2 separate regions of the Capra hircus genome follow, and region 2 is linked to region 1. A link is a contact called in public Hi-C data. All regions are on one chromosome and are shown on one strand. Each heading gives the region's core, a stretch centred on a gene start, on an enhancer-like site or on the middle of the called end of the contact. The rest is flanking DNA. Distances are from core to core; before and after follow the strand shown. Region 1 holds the start of PLIN3 (perilipin 3). Region 2 overlaps KDM4B (lysine-specific demethylase 4B).

Region 1 (5,101 bases), core at 1,700-4,199:
AAAGGTTCATCTAGTCAAAGCTATGTTTTTTCCAGTATTCACTACAGATGTCAGAGTTGGGCCATAAAGAAGGCTGGCTGAGTGCTGAAGAGTTGATGTTTTCGAACTGTGGTGCTGGAGAAGACTCTTGAGTCCATTGGACAGTAAGAAGATCAAACCAGTCAATCCTAAAAGAAATCAACCCCAAGTACTCATTGGAAGGACTGATGCTGAAGCTGAAACTCCAATACTTCGGCCACTTGATGCGAAGAGCTGACCCATTGGAAAAGACCCTGATGCTGGGAAAGACTGAAGGCAAGAGGAGGAGGGGGCCACAGAAGATGAGATTGTTGGGTGGCATCACTGACTCAATGGACACGAGTTTGAGCTAACTCTGGGAGATAGTGAAGGACAGGGAAGCCTGGCGTGCTGCAGTCCATGGGGTGACAAAGATTCAGGCATGATTGAGCAACTGAACAATAACAACCAATTGACTAGGCATGGTCCAGTCTCAGGGCCTTTGCATGGGCTGTTTCTATCATCAGAGATCTCCCCAGATTTCTCTGTGGCTCCCTCCTCTCCTCCATCCTTCTGTACTCAGATGGCACTCTAAAAGGCCACCCCTGTCTACCTTATTAAAAAGTGCAACCCCTACATTCTCAATCCTTTGCTTTTCTTGGTAGCATTTACCACCACCTGACCCACTGTGCATTGCACTCACTTATCTTGTTTATGGCCCATTCCCCACTGGGTGGTGAGCACCACAAGGCTGGGACCTGCCTTTTGCTCCTGGCCTCCCCATGCCCAGCACAGCAGCTCAGTAAGAACTGTCGAATGAATGACTAGAAAAATGAATGGACAGGGGGAAAGCATGCCACAAATATGAAAGTTTTTTATTTGATAATTTTATGTACTTGATTTAATCATCCTAGGGATTCAGACTCAGAAATCTGACAAGTTGCTTGTAGTTACTTAAACATGTATGTTCAGTTTCTTGGTGTGCAATAGCCACGTGGTGTTGGTGGCCACTATACAGGGTGGCACAGAGTTCAAGAACATTCCCAAAATCTCTGAAAACTCTACCACACAGCTCCATTGATTTTCACTTGGTCAAATTTTTTAAGAGGGAGGACACTTTGTCTAAGTCTGGAATCCCCATGGATCTGTGAATACCTTAGAGTGTCTCTCTCAGGGTTAAAATTCTGCTCCCTGGAGAAAAGGCATGCTGTCACTTTTTTTTTTTTTTTTTTTTAGCAGAAGCATTTACCTTCTGCCTGGTTCCTGGGGCCATTTGAATTTGAGACCTTGGTTTATAGGCAAAGAAAATAAAGGATTTGGGGGGCTGGTGGTGGGGTGGGGGAATCCCAATGACGCGCCTTCAGGAGGGAGCTGATCCAGGAGTCAGAGAGGGTTGGCCCCTGCACTGTCCCTGGTTCCTGCTTTCTGGGCTTCGGCTTCAATTCAGTTCAGTTCAGTCACTCAGTCGTGTCCGACTCTGCGACCCCATGAATCGCAGCACGCCAGGCCTCCCTGTCCATCACCAACTCCCGGAGTTCACTCAGACTCACGTCCATTGAGTCAGTGATGCCATCCAGCCGTCTCATCCTCTGTCGTCCCCTTCTCCTCCTGCCCCCAATCCCTCCCAGCATCAGAGTCTTTTCCAATGAGTCAACTCTTCGCATGACGTGGCCAAATAACTGGAGTTTCAGCTTTAGCATCATTCCTTCCAAAGAAATCCCAGGGCTGATCTCCTTCAGAGTGGACTGGTTGGATCTCCTTGCAGTCCAAGGGACTCTCAAGAGTCTTCTCCAACACCACAGTTCAAAAGCATCAATTCTTCGGCACTCAGCTTTCTTCACAGTCCAACTCTCACATCCATACATGGCCACTGGACAAACTGTAGCCTTGACTAGACGGACCTTAGTCGGCAAAGTAATGTCTCTGCTTTTGAATATGCTGTCTAGGTTGGTCATGACTTTTCTTCCAAGGAGTAAGCGTCTTTTAATTTCATGGCTTCAATCACCATCTGTAGTGATTTTGGAGCCCCCCAAAATAAAGTCTGACACTTGTTTCCACTGTTTTCCCATCTATTTCCCATGAAGTGATGGAACCGGATGCCATGATCTTCATTTTCTGAATGTTGAGCTTTAAGCCAACTTTTTCACTCTCCACTTTCACTTTCATCAAGAGGCTTTTGAGTTCCTCTTCACTTTCTGCCATAAGGGTGGTGTCATCTGCATATCTGAGGTGATTGATATTTCTCCTGGCAATCTTGATTTCAGCTTGTGCTTCTTCCAGTCCAGCGTTTCTCATGATGTACTCTGCATAGCAGTTAAATAAGCAGGGTGACATTAGACAGCCTTGACGTACTCCTTTTCCTATTTGGAACCAGTCTGTTGTTCCATGTCCAGTTCTAACTGTTGCTTCCTCACCTGCATACAGATTTCTCAAGAGGCAGGTCAGGTGGTCTGGTATTCCCTCGGCTTACTCAGCTGTAAAATGAGGTGATAAAGGGACACCAAGTGTTGTGAGGATTGAGTGGCACGATACAAGTCAGGACAAGTTGCTCACAATGCTAGATGGGGCCGGCTCCATCACCCTTGTTCGGAGGGGTCGGGATGGAGTGGTGGCGCCTGGCAGAAGGAGGCCTCACGCAATGATCTGAGTTCTCACAGCCTCGATTGGGTAAGGAAAGGGGACCCTAGGATCATCTCCCATCGGAGTTCCCAGGGTCCCAGACGGGGAAGGTCTCCTGGGCTGGCTCCGGGGTCGTACGGGTGTTGCCAACTGGGTGTACAGTTGGGAGGGCGCCCTAGTTCAGCCTTTCCTGGACTTCACTTGTGGCTCCAACGTCCCAAGCCGGGCGAGGGGCGTGGCCTGGCGGCAGGCGGCTCCCAACCAGATTGGTCCTCCGACCCGTCACTCCCGGGCGCCCGCCCCCAAATATAAACGCTGGTCTTGGTCCGGCCCAGGACGGTTTTGGAGCTGGCTTTGAAGTAGTGTCGGCTGCGCCCTGGACGTCCCGCTGACCGCGGTGAGAGGCGAGGGGCCCCGATTGAGGTTGGGGCAGGGTCCGCTGAGTCCTGGGGTGCCCTAAGGGAGGTAGGGACAGGGAGGGCCTTCCTGTGGACTCTGCTCGTCTCCGCGGCCTGGAGAGGGGTCAGCCTGGGCTGAGCACTCTTCCCTCCCCAGAGAAATTAAACTTCTGGAACAGGCTTCGACGTTCAGACTTTCTTCTCTCAATATCTAGGACTTTGGCGGGGGGGAGGCGCACGAAAGAACACCCTAGAAGTGGCAGCATGGGGCGGGGGTCCAAGTTCCCCGTCCCAAACCACATCCTCCTGCATTGCTGACGCACTTTGGAGACAAGCCGTAGCCCATTCCGCGTAGAAATTCCCCCCCAACCCCGACCAGAGGAGCAATCCCTCTGCCTAGCAAAGCCCCTTCCTCTCCAAATGGTTTTGCCGCCTGGGGACTTGGCCCCTCCCTTGCCCTCCTTCTGGCACCCCAGCTGACTCTGGGAGGGTCTGGGGCCAATCCCGCCCCCTTTTCCTGGGTGGTGTGGCCAGTGGATTGCACAAAGTGGCGGTGGGAAGGCCTACCCTTTATCTGAGTCCTTGGGACGTTTGTAAAACCAGAGCCAAGTCTTGGGTTCCTTCTCGGGAGAACTCTGGAAGTTGGATCTTAGCATATCCTGGCTGCAGTTGGACGGCTGCGTGACTCCAGTTTCAGCCAGTTCTTGCTCTCACAGCTGAGGCCCGCTGCAGGCAGGTTGCTGACCCCCAAGGACTTTTATGGGGCAGGGGGGTGTGATATCTGCAATGGCCGTCCTTGGTTAAACCGATTCCAGAGGGACTGGATGGACAAAACGGATGGGAGGGAGGACCTGTGTGCCGTCCAGCTGAACTCAGACTCTGGGGAAGATGAGGGGGAGAACAGGAGTCAGGTGATGATCACCCGGGTAGATGTGCCTTCTCTCCCCACTTCCCCTGTGGGGGACCTTTGTACCAAGCAGAAGCTCAATCCTGGCTGGTTTCACCAGTTTCTGTGTGGAAGACAGAGTGGTGTGAAATGGATCCGTTTCCTGAGCGCCTGCTACATGCCAGGTCCCAAGCTAAGTGCGCACGCGCAATCTCTCCTCCAATCCGCAGGGACTCTGTGCTAGGAATGGTTACCTCCCTTTCATAGATGTGGGAAGTGAGGCTCCAAGAACGGGTGTTGCCTTCCTAAGCTCCCACAGCCAGCAAGTTGCAGAGCTGGGATTAGAACCCAGTTTGGACACCAGAACTGGTGCTCTCAAAACATGGGTTTGCCGGGTTCCACTCTTGTGTGTGCACGCTAAGTCGCTTCAGACACGTCCAACTCTTTGTGACCCCGTGGACTGGAGCCTGTCAGGCTCCTCCCTCTATGGGATTCTCCAGGCAGGAATACTGGAGTGGGCTGCCATTTCCTTCTCCAGGGGATCTTCCCGACCCAGGGTTCGAACCCTCCTCTCATGTCTCCTTCCTTGGCAGGCAGGGTCTTTACCCACTTCCCAGGTTCTGAGAAGCCTAGGTTCCAATTCGGGAATGGCAAACACAATGTCTGGAAGAAAATGCTCAGACTCGAGGTCAGGGGTTCACCAGAGGCTTCTAGAATGACCTTTGGGGTCATTCATTGTGAGGGGACTTCTCTGGCGGTCCAGTGGTTAAGACTCTGAGCTTCCACTGCAGGTGGAGCACAGGTTTGATCCCTGGTCAGGGAACATGCCATGTGGTATGACCAAAAAAAAAAAAAAGAAGCACTTGGAGAACCAGCCTTAAGGAAGGTTTAGCCCCATTTTACAGATAAGAGGACTGAGGTTATCAGGTTATGAGATTATCAGTTACGAGGTTATCAGCTTCTTGCCCACTTGCCCAGCATAGGTGGGGCTGGGACTCCTGAAATGTAATCTGACGAGGCTCTAGTTTTTCCACCTGGCCAGGAAAGTGGAGCACCTGCGGCTGCTGTCTTGCCTGCAAATATGTGCATTAGATTCACGCAGGGAACCTCTCTTTTGATTTCCCCACATCCCTGAAACTGACATGATGGACCTGCACTGGGGCCAGGCATGGTCTCTCTAGCTTTTTTTTTCAACGTTATT
Region 2 (5,101 bases), core at 1,379-3,878, 110 kb before region 1:
ACTGGGATCCAAAAACAGAACTGGCGCCGCATCCCAGCAGACGCGGAACGAGGTCAGGGACAGAAGACGTGCCAGATAAAGGGAGGCCTCAGGAGTCCCCCTCCACCCCAGACAGATGGGGCACCTGGGGGAAAGGGGCCCGACAACTGCCAGCAGCCAATCTCTCAGCCCCAAACACAGGCTCTGAACCTACAAGAACCAGGCAGGGGGCTTCCAGAGCCAGGGGCCTTGATGAGAATGTTCTGCTGAGTCTGTGCGATGGGGGTTAGGGGGAGGGGATGTGCCAGGAAGAGAGATCGGAGGGAGGAGGCCCCGCAGGCCCACGGCGCTCCTCTCGCTCTCCACGCAGCTGAGATGAAAAGCATGGGTGTGACACGGCCACCAAAGCCAGCCGAGGATGGGGGAGGCCAGCACACCTGCCCCTCACGGCAGACACTGCCTGGGGGACAGACCCCAGGGCCTGCAGCCCAGGACCACCCACCACCTGCTTCTGTCCAGCCAGCAAGCTGACGTCATGCTTTTTGTTTTTTTTTTTTTTTCATTTTTAAATGGTTAGGGAAAAACGACAAGACTTATTTCAGAATGGGTGAAAATTCTAGAAACCTTCTGTTTGATGTCTATACATCAGGTTTTATGGGCACACGGCCAGGCCTGTGGGGATGCGAATCAACCACAGCTGCAGAGCTGAGAGGTGGTGACAGACAGTCCGGCTCAAGAATGTGAAAATATTTCCTATCTGGCCTTTGCAGAAAAGGCTGGGCGACCCCCAGCATCACTAACAGAGGACTGGGTGTGAGACGCAATGACAGGCATATGGGAAGCAACTCAAAGAACCCCAAACAGGCTCCCAGATTAATCTCCCAGATTACGTGCTGGGCAGAACCACATATACACAGGCTCACGTGCACACAAAGGAGCTCTCCGAGACCTGTCCGCTGCACAGGAGGGTGTGGGCAGCCAGCTCTGGCACGTGCGCATGCTCACACCGTGTGGGAAAGGCATGGGAAGAGAAGCGGGAACCGGTGCCCTGCTGCTCCAGGCAGGCGGGCTGGGGTCAGGGGGGCGCTCGCTCTCCCTGGACCCCATCACAATGTTTGAACTTGCCCGTGTACATGACAGTCTCCAAAAAAACGTGTTTAAGGAGGAATATTAAGGCAGAAAGTCAGCCCTCTTCAGCATCAAGTCTGCGAAGCCCCAGGGAGGTGAGGTGGCTGCAGGTCCCATCATGACACGCTGAGTCCCACCCTGTGTCCACGCCCTCAGGGATCCTGGTGCCCAAAACAGTGCTGGGCTTGGGGAAAGAACGTACAGGTGTCCTTAATAAATAAGGGGCTCAAGGAGCGGATTAATGGGTGCCTCAATGGGCCCCAAGTCCCGGGGCGGGGGTGGGGTGGGTACAGGGCAGCAGCCATGGAAAATGGCTACAGGGCCGGGGGTCACTCACCTTGGCCAGGCCCGCCCGGTGGGCCCCCTGGGACTCGATGTAGGCCACATATTTGTTGAAGTCCTTGAACTCCTCCATGGTTGGGCGGAACGTCATGATCTTACAGCTTGGGTTCTGGGCCCCATGATCCTCAGACCCCATGGCTGCGGCGGGGGGATGGCCACACCTGTGAGGAGACAGAGGACGTCAGCACCACCATCGCCAGCCGGCCCCCTGGCCCCAACGAGGGCCCAAAGCACCCTACCCAAGGACAGAGGCTGTGCAGCTGAATGGGGCCCAGGGGAGCCAGGGCTGCTTCAGCTCCCACACAAAAGACCAAATGACTTCAATTAATTACAAAGAGAGATGACTCGTCCTAAGAGCCGCTGCGATGCTGGAGGCCTGAGCCCCCATTTCAAACAAGGGGCCCTGGAAATAAAAATCTTTTCATATCAGGGCCATGTCCAGATTCACTGACATTGATCATGGAGCTGGAATCCAGGGGCAGCGGCATGGGGCAGACTGGAAAAGGGAGTAAGGTCATATGTGTGTGTGTTTCCTGAACAGGGAAGCCCTCCTCAGGCAGGGCCACCATGGGCAAGGAGGCAAGCAGGCAAGCAGCGCCTGGGTCCCTCCAGCACTGGGCCAGCTGCTGTCAGGGAGCCCAGGCCCCAGAGACCCACGCAAGTGACCCATAGGCTGCACAAGGCAGGACCCGAAACCAGAGAGCAGAGCCCCATCACCCCAGGCTACAGCCAAGCCTGGACCACGTGGTATAGAGGGGGAGAGTCAGTGGGGTGGGAGGACCTCCTCCAGGTGACAAGGCTGCAGGCTAGAGAGGCCCATCCTGTTTTGAGAGTCACAGGGACCAGCAGGGAGGCTGTGGCCCATTCTAGTCAGGGAGACACTTGAGGGATACACAAAGGGGAAGGGTCCCTGTTGGCAGACTAAATTCTCCAAAGAAGAGAAAACCAGACTCGCTCCAGGATGTGGACAAAGTCGGAACCCCAGTGCACGCACACCCAGAACTCGAAGGAAAACTCGCCAAGCTCACACTCCCACAAAGTGAGCAGGGGCGGGGGGATGGGGTGAGAAGGGCAGGACTCCTGCCTGTCTGGAAAGTGGCAGGCGGTGTCCATTCACCAAGTCACAGCCACCAGCTCTCCAAATACACTCCCCACAGTGGGCACTAGAGGGCACCACAGGCCCAGGAACAGCCGCCAAGCCAGGCAGCTCCTTGGAACCAGGCCGGGCCCTGGGCCACCCCACGCTACACTTGGGCGTGCAGGGCAGGGGCGGGGGCGGCAGGCAAGGCCCCGCTGTGAAGGTCACACTCACGGCTGGCAGAACTGGTACAGGCTCTGGGGGTCCTGGCACACACAGGGTCACCACTGCATCACCAAGCAGGGAGCCCACCCTTCCTCAGGGACTACCCCCCATCCCCGCCCCACATTGTTGGTGGGAGATGAGCCCAAGCAGGACACCTGTCTCCCCTCAAGACCAGCCTGTCCTGCGCAGGGTGGGGTGGCCCCAGGGTCCTGCCCACCCAAGCGCCCTCCACTTTCCCATCGAGGGGCGGGGATGCGAGCAGGTGGAGCTTCCTACAGCTGCACCCAGCAAGAGCCCCGGCTTCTCCACCCGCCACCGCCATGCAGGTTCCGCTCAGCAGGGAGGCGAGTGTGAGGTTTTTCCTCTTATTCGTGCCCTTTGCAATGAAGCTTTCAGTAAGTAAATATGAAAAAGAAAATTAAAACAGTGTATAATCCCAATACTCCATAACCCGTGGCACGTTTCTTTAAAGGAGGGCAAATGAAAATCAAACACGTGCTTACTTAAAAAGATAACAAAAGGAATCTGACTGAAATCCAGCCCTGGGCCAACCTTCTGGGAACACAGGGGGACCAAGGACCCCCCATGAGGGAACTCAGAACAGTCCAGAAAGACGGACACACTCTTGACCAGACCATGCTGTGGCAAGACAAGCGGGGTTCTAACGACTCAGTCGTGAACAGACAAGCAGCACAATTAAACAGTGGGCAAAGGACTCGAACAGACATTTTTCCAAAGAGACACAGATGGCCAATAAGCACATGAAAAGATGCTTGAGGCGGTCAGCCACCAGGGAAAAGCGAATGTAAGCCACAGAGATACACCTTGCCCACAGCAGCCAGAGTGAGAAAGCAGGTAATGACAAGGGCAGGCGAGGAGGCGCATAAACAGGAACCCCGACTCCCAGCTGGCCTGCCGCTGGGGAAAACAGCCTGGCAGTTCCCCGAAGTTAAATGTGGCACTGACCGCACAAGTCAGCAATCCTACCACTAAGTACCCACCCAAGAAACATCTGTCCACACAAAAACTTATACACAGATGTCCACAGCAGCACGACTCACAGCAGCCAAAAGTTGGAAGCACCTCGAGTGTCCATCAGCAAATGAAGGTAAACAAACCAAGCCCCTCCAGTCAGCGGCACATCGGGAGTGTGGCTCAGCCACAGAATGAAAGGAAGCCCTGACACCTGCCACAGCGGGATGGAGCAGACCCAGAAGGGCCCCAGAGGCCAAGGTCGGGTTTCTGTAGGGAGCGATGGAAACGTTCCCCAGTCAACTGTGGCAACGGCTGCAGGACTCTGAACACACACGTCAAAATTATATATTTTAAATGGAGGAACTGGCTGGTGGGTGGAGTCAATCTCAATAAAGCTGCTGCTGCTGCTAGGTCGCATCAGTTGTGTCCAACTCTGTGCAACCCCATAGACGGCAGCCCACCAGGCTCCGCTGTCCCTGGGATTCTCCAGGCAAGAACACGAGTGGGTTGCCATTGCCCTCTCCAATGCATGAAAGGGAAAAGTGAAAGTGAAGTCGCTCAGTTCCCCCAGGCCCCCTGCACCCCACCGCCTGGGACAGAGGAGCAGGACCACACGGGACGGGCATTTCCCAGCCGTCCTCGGTGGCTCCTCCTCACCAAGGCACATCTGACAACAGAGGGCACTGAGTCAGGCTGACGGGATCCCCCGCTCTCTAGGTCCCAGTGAGTCCAGCCCGGAGGGGCCCTCCTGCACTAGTACCCCCCCCAGTGGCCTTCAAACTTGCGGACTCGTGGGCTGGGCCGTGGGGGTGCTCTGGCTGCCCCCCATGAAGGCTGCCACCCGACTTGTGCTGCACTGCGGTGACCAGGTAGGGTTCTTCCCCGCCCCTCCCAGGAGCAGAAGGCTCTCTGCATCTGGACCCTGGCCTGGGGTAGGCACCCCCAGGAGCCCGGGACAGTGGAGTATGCTGAGCCTGAGTGCCTCGGGAAGGAGAGGGTGGGTAAGAAACACCCCAAGGGGTGGGCGTCCTACAGCCAGGCACACTCTGTCCATCTGAGACCCAGGATTCAGACAAGAGGTGACTGGCAGGGACGCCGCCTCCCCAGGAGACAGTCTTGTCTTTCTGACCCGGTGGGCCCTGGACTAAAGGTTCCTGAAGCTAATGGCAGATGTTGTCCAGGAACTGGACGTTGGGAACCCGCAACTCTGGGGTTTGACAAGAATACAGTGTGTGGGAAGGTATGTCCTCTGGAGAAAACGGAACCTCACAACACAGCTAAACCTTGAGGAGTGCTCTGTCTTTGAAAAGGATTCCGGGGCTCTCCGAGTACCATATGCCCCCACCCCAGAGGTGTCTCTCCCCCAGACCTCTC

Evidence for each region. A called contact is a pair of places that touch in the nucleus more often than the background predicts.
Region 2: a contact with region 1 is called in a Hi-C map of blood, with 4 times the contacts expected there. The contact joins the enhancer-like site here to the promoter of PLIN3 in region 1. A contact is called at or near these places in 2 of 5 Hi-C or Micro-C datasets (both in blood).

The regions. Positions count from the first base shown.
Region 1 is chr7:91,253,528-91,258,628 of ARS1.2, reverse strand. It overlaps PLIN3 (perilipin 3), which reads left to right and starts at 2,949. Exons shown (of 8, transcript NM_001285595.1): 1 at 2,949-3,013.
Region 2 is chr7:91,364,893-91,369,993 of ARS1.2, reverse strand. KDM4B (lysine-specific demethylase 4B) reads right to left here. Exons shown (of 25, transcript XM_018050893.1): 3 at 1,445-1,610. The coding sequence starts at 1,585. Among named protein-coding and RNA genes, the nearest start is that of KDM4B, 34 kb to the right of the region's middle. Within about 2 kb of position 2,628, at least 3 of the 5 cell types and tissues checked have an H3K27ac peak or open chromatin away from gene starts, as enhancers often do.